Regions from separate parts of the Rattus norvegicus genome. Here region 2 is linked to region 1. Evidence: chromatin contacts called from public Hi-C data. All regions are on one chromosome and are shown on one strand. Each heading gives the region's core, a stretch centred on a gene start, on an enhancer-like site or on the middle of the called end of the contact. The rest is flanking DNA. Distances are from core to core; before and after follow the strand shown. Region 1 overlaps Eya3 (EYA transcriptional coactivator and phosphatase 3). Region 2 has its middle 14 kb from the start of Swi5l1.

Evidence for each region. Hi-C and Micro-C count contacts between places; a contact is called where the count stands out from the background.
Region 2: a contact with region 1 is called in a Hi-C map of Schwann cells, with 10 times the contacts expected there. The contact joins two enhancer-like sites. A contact is called at or near these places in 11 of 12 Hi-C or Micro-C datasets (the A7r5 cell line, the Rat2 cell line, Schwann cells and 6 more) and 1 of 1 datasets of contacts at active chromatin or transcription factors (oligodendrocytes).

The regions. Positions count from the first base shown.
Region 1 is chr5:150,212,956-150,215,697 of GRCr8, forward strand. It overlaps Eya3 (EYA transcriptional coactivator and phosphatase 3), which reads left to right. Exons shown (of 18, transcript NM_001415864.1): 18 at 2,047-2,742. The coding sequence ends at 2,127. Among named protein-coding and RNA genes, the nearest start is that of Xkr8, 15 kb to the right of the region's middle. Within about 2 kb of position 1,431, at least 24 of the 93 cell types and tissues checked have an H3K27ac peak or open chromatin away from gene starts, as enhancers often do.
Region 2 is chr5:150,310,956-150,313,745 of GRCr8, forward strand. No RefSeq gene overlaps it. Among named protein-coding and RNA genes, the nearest start is that of Swi5l1, 14 kb to the left of the region's middle. Within about 2 kb of position 1,311, at least 18 of the 93 cell types and tissues checked have an H3K27ac peak or open chromatin away from gene starts, as enhancers often do.

The sequences.
Region 1 (2,742 bases), core at 181-2,680:
TTGGGAGGGAGGGGCTGGAGAGATGGCTCAGCGGTTAAGAGCACTGACTGCTCTTCCAGAAGTCCTGAGTTCAAATCCTAGCAACTACATGGTGGCTCACAACCATCTGTAATGAGATCCGATGCCCTCTTCTGGTGTGTCTGCAGACAGCTACAGTGTACTCATGTAACTAAAATAAATAAATCTTTAAAAAAAAAAAAGTTGGGAGAGAGAGAAAGAAAAACAAAACATTTTTTTTTAAACTTATTTATTATGTACACATCATACAGTTTTCTGCCTACATGTATGCAACTACAGGCCAGAAGAGGGCACCAGATCATAGGTGGTTGTGAGCCACCATGTGGTTGCTGGGAATTGAACTCAGGACCTCTGGAAGAACAGACAGTGCTCTTAACCTCTGAGCCATCTCTCCAGCCCCAAAACAAAACATTATTGTCAAAAAAATCATGGTTGCTTTTGAAAGCCCTGAAGGTTTGTTCACATAGTCTTCTGTCACTGTGCAGGCCAAGCCTTGGTCACCCTTCCTTCACACAGAAACTGTAGATGAGTTTGGGCTATGGAACCTAGCGTCCTGTAGATGAGGCCAAGCATGGTTGTGTGTGCCCAGCTGTGTCTACTTGGGTGGAAGGGGAAATTGGGCCCAGGCTTTGATTGGCTTCATCGACATAAAAAAGGCCCTGTCTCCAGTCAGGTGACATCAGTTTGTACCATGAAGTCTGTTTGCTCGTCTGCTGTGTGGGCATCTGAAGTTCTCTCCTTGGCCTTTATTGCTTTAGTTTCAGATTAGTGCCGTGACTTACCAGCTGTGACTGATGTCACCCAGTTCATAGAAGCCACAGCAGCTGCTAGTGAGGATACGATTGACACGGTTGGCACCACTATTTGATAAAGTTTCATTTGTCACTTAATAGAGCAATTTGAGAAGTTTGCTTTTCCGTGTTAGTCACTGGAGCTTTGACTCTCCTGCACTGCTTAGTCTCACCGTGGGGAAAGATCAGTGGCTTCTCAGTCTAGAGATGAGAAAGAACTTGAGCTTCAGGAGTTCACCCCTAAGCTAATGTCTGCAATCTGCTAGAAAGTTCAGAAACCCAGGGTGTATGTGAGTCCCCGTAGCCAAGTCCTCAGCACTGAGGATAAAAACACTATATTCATTAAAAATGTCTGAGTACAGGCGGATCTCTGTGAGTTCAAGACAGCCAGGGTTATTCAGAGAAATCCTGTCTTGTGTGCCCCCTTTCCCCAAAAATCTAAGTGCTTTATGCAACTTAACCTACTTTCTGTCAGGAACCTTTCTGCCAGCCTTTATGAAAGAAAACCAATCCTTGCCTGAATGTACCCCAAGGATGAGGGGACTAATCTGAAGTGGCCTGCCCATGGGGTCAGCCAGACTGTCACTGTTCTTCCGTCCATTCATTCCCTGATCTGGCTGCTGCACAGGGAACAGTTTACACCTCACAGAACATGGATTCAGGCACTCAGTCCCTTCCAGCACTGTACATGGTGTTCTTGGCACCAGTCTGATGGCCTGCCATCTGCACAGCCTCCATCTGGGCATGGGCAGGTTTGAGCCTGCTAGAGCTAAGGCTGACAGGAGATTGGCCCTCACAAGGTAGTGAGACTTACCTTAGTGTCAGCTTCTTCCCCAGCCTAGTAGTTGTAACAGGATCTCTTGTTACTCAGCCTGGCCTCAATCTTATAATCCTCCTGCCTCAGCCTCCCAAGTGTTGGGATCACAGGTGTTCACACCACATTCAGAAGTAGTAATTTTTTTTAATCTGAACCATTTTATTTGATCCTGATCCTTGATCCTTAAAACCTGGAACAAGTATCTTATAAAAGTACAGGTAGCATTGAAATCTCCTAAAACTTCCTCATGTCAGTATGGTGGCCCATGTTGTACAGCGTTATCACACATGACTTGATCCTTCAGTCCTGTGAGATAGGCAACATCAGAGGGTTTCCGAGAACCTCAAGATGTCTGTGGAAGAGGGGTGTAAGCGGAGTCCCAGATGCTGAGCTAACGAGCCCTCCTTCCTTCCCTTCCAGCACAACATGCCCTTCTGGAGGATCACAAACCATGGAGATCTGGTGTCCCTGCACCAGGCTTTAGAGCTCGACTTCCTCTAAGAACTGGAATGTGGGACCTTCCTTCCTTGTGAGCTTCTTTTTACCTCCGACAGGAGCCAGAAGCCAGAACCCTCTGAGCCCCTTCTCTCCTGTCTGTCTCTCCATGTCTCAGCGCCCCTCCCCCTCTCCTGCTCTCTCTCCATGGAATGCTGGCGAGCACACAATCAGAACCAACAGCTGCAGCCCACGTCCACTGTACAGCAGGAGGCGCCTGGATAAAGCTGCAGACCGGCTGCAGCCACTGTGCTTTAATTTTTCAGTTTCCTTTGGGAAAGGAAGAACAAGGAAAGCTGATGCTCAGGGCACAGCTGTGCTCACACGGACAGACTGGGAGCTGCTCCTGAGCGTGGGGATGGAACGTGCGTCCCCTTGAGATCTTCTGTTCTCTTAGTGTAGACTGTCTCCCAGTGATGGGTATGTTGTTTTTATAGGTGAGGGTCTGGTCTCTCAAGCAGCCTTCCCCACTTCTCTATGAAGAAAGCAGTGTGTAAAGTTTCCGTGACAGTAGTAATGGAAATATCTAAAATACCTCCGTGACAGGACCTCTTCTGGACAGGACCGAGGCTCCAGTGCTCTGCTCTCTAGCGAGGCTCCTTGCCATCTACAGGGCCCTGG
Region 2 (2,790 bases), core at 61-2,560, 98 kb after region 1:
GGCAGAGAGACGGCCAGAACGCAAGGCTCCCACGGATCTGCCAGGAGTGGGAATGTGCAGGTACGGGTAACTACCAAACTATTTTTTTTTTTTTTGGTTCTTTTTTTCGGAGCTGGGGACCGAACCCAGGGCCTTGCACTTCCTAGGTAAGCACTCTACCACTGAGCTAAATCCCCAGCCCCCAAAAATCTATCATTAAAGGTATGTGCTGCCAGGGCTGGAGAGATGGCTCAGTGGTTAAGAGCACTGACTGCTCTTCTAGAGGTCCTGAGTTCAATTCCCAGCACCCACATGGTGGCTCACAACCACCTAGAATGGGATTCGATGTCCTTCTCTACCATGTAGGCATACATGCAAATAGAGCACTCATGGACATAGATACATCTTTAAAAACAATAAGGTATGTGCTACCACACCCAGTGTATGTGGCACTGGGAGATGGAGCCTCATACATCCTAACAACCTCTCCAGCAACTAAGCTACAGTCCCAGGTCCCCACAGAATGCTGCTGTGAATGAACCGGAAAAGAGGCAGGTGTGGATGTCAGCACTGCAGGGCAATGACAGCAGGTGAGCAGACAGCCTCCACGAAGCTGCAGCAGCAGGCAGGGTGTGGCAAGGAGAACCTGGAGAGTCTCTTTTGATGGCCATTTTAAACATCTCACCTGCCTTTCCTGGCAGTACCCTTAACCCAGGGGAGAGCATCCCAAACCCACACCCTGCTCCAAGTATGGATTCAGTACTTGAAAGCTTCACCCACCACCAAAAAGCCCAGAGGTGGAGACAGATAGGTAGGCAATGGGTAAGAGAGATTAAAAAAAAAAAATCAGAAAGGGGGCTGGAGAGATCGGCTCGGCAGTCAAGAGCACTCCTGTTCTTCCAAACACCTGCAACTCCAGCTCTAAGGAATCTACTGCCCTCTTCTGGATTCTGCAGGTACTGCACTTGTGCACACAACACTCTCCACCATACGCATAATGAACACTCTAATCTTTTTTAAAAATAAGGAAGGGAACGAAAATCCTAGACTCTCTCCTGTCCTAGGAATACAAATGGCGGCGGCGGCAGCCAGAAACTGCCTGTGCTGTGTTATGGATCTCCTTGAGTTGTGGGCACTAAACCTTGAGTGATCCATTAGTAAAGTGGAGACACTTCTGTCCTCCCTTGGGGGCTCCTGGGGACAACACACAGAGAATGCTCTGCAGCGCGCTCAACAGTGAGTCCTTCCCTTCCCTTTCTTCCAACGTCCTTGCCTAGCACTTGCCTTAGGAACCTGGATGCTTGCCGAGTGGCTCCAATGGTAAACACAGAGCCCCACCTGCTGGTAACAGCTGGAACTGCACCCAGCCTAGCCTGCTCTCTTTAGGACACAGGACACTAGACCTTCCCACCCATCACATGCCAGGGCTCACATTCACTGTGTCCTATCATTGCTTCTGCAGAGTGAAGTGGCCTCTCCTCCATTTCTTGGTGACAGTAAGTTTCACACTCCTTGGAAGAGTCCACAACTTTCTCTATTTTGTTCCCTCCTGCTCTGCCAATAAGAAAATGAAATATTCTCTTTCATTTTTCTCAATATTTGGATTTATATCTAAATTTGCTAGACAGACAGACATGGGAGGACCTAGAACATCTGCCTGCCCCTTACTTGGGAGAGACTCCCAGAGGCCAGGGCCAGCCTTACTCACCTGTTTCCAGGGTGTCCTTGCATAATTAGTCACTGTCCCACCTGAAATCTCCCCAAGGAAGCTCTCCCCTAGTGGGTGAGGTGACATGTGTACATCGTTTTCTGGATCTTCCAAAATATCTGACTATGTCTTTTGTACTGTTTAGGAAATTTTTTTTGAGCTGGGCAGTAGTGGTGCTTGTCTTTAATCCCAGCACTTGGGAGGCAGAGGCAGGCAACTCTCTGAGTTTGAGGCCAGCTAGGACTACAGAGAATCCCTGTCTTGAAAACCAAGGGGGGCATGGAGGGACAAAGACAGAGAGACAGACAGAGACAGGATGTCTCTAGCCTTGGGGAACATATGTAGATCAGGCTGGCCTTGAACTCCTTACAGATCTGCTCTGCTTCCCAAGCCTGACCTATGTATGTATGTATGTATGTATGTATGTATGTATGTATGTATGTATGTATGTATATATGTATGTACGTACGTATGCATGCATGCATGTATGTTTGTATGTATGCATGCTCATACACGTGTGCCCAAATGTTTACAGCACTGTATGCAATTGGAGGTCAGAGGACAGCTGTGTGCAGTCCATTTCAGGGATTGAACTCCCTCCACCAGGCTTGGGAAGCAGTGCCTTAGCCACTGAGTGACCCACCCCCTTTTTGAGGCAGTCTTGCTAAAGTAGCCCCTGGAACTTGAAATCCTCCCAACTCAGACCCCCATGTTGAAATTACAGGTGTTTAACACCACATCCAGCTGAAAAAAAATTTTTTTTAAAAAAACTATTTCCTCTTCTTTTCCAGAATTATTTTGTGTATATGAGTACACTGTGGCTGTCTTCAGATACACCAGAAGAGGGCATCAGATCTCATTACAGATGGTTGTGAGCCACCATGTGGTTGCTGGGAATTGAACTCAGGACCTCTGGAAGAGCAGCCAGTGCTCTTAACTGCTGAGCCATCTCTCCAGCCCCCAGGTGAAAATTTTTTTTTTCCAGAGCTGGGGACCGAACCCAGGGCCTTGTGCTTCCTAGGCAAGCGCTCTACAACTGAGCTAAATCCCCAACCCCCCAGCTGAAATTTTTAACTAGCATGAGGAGAGATCCTTTAAGTACT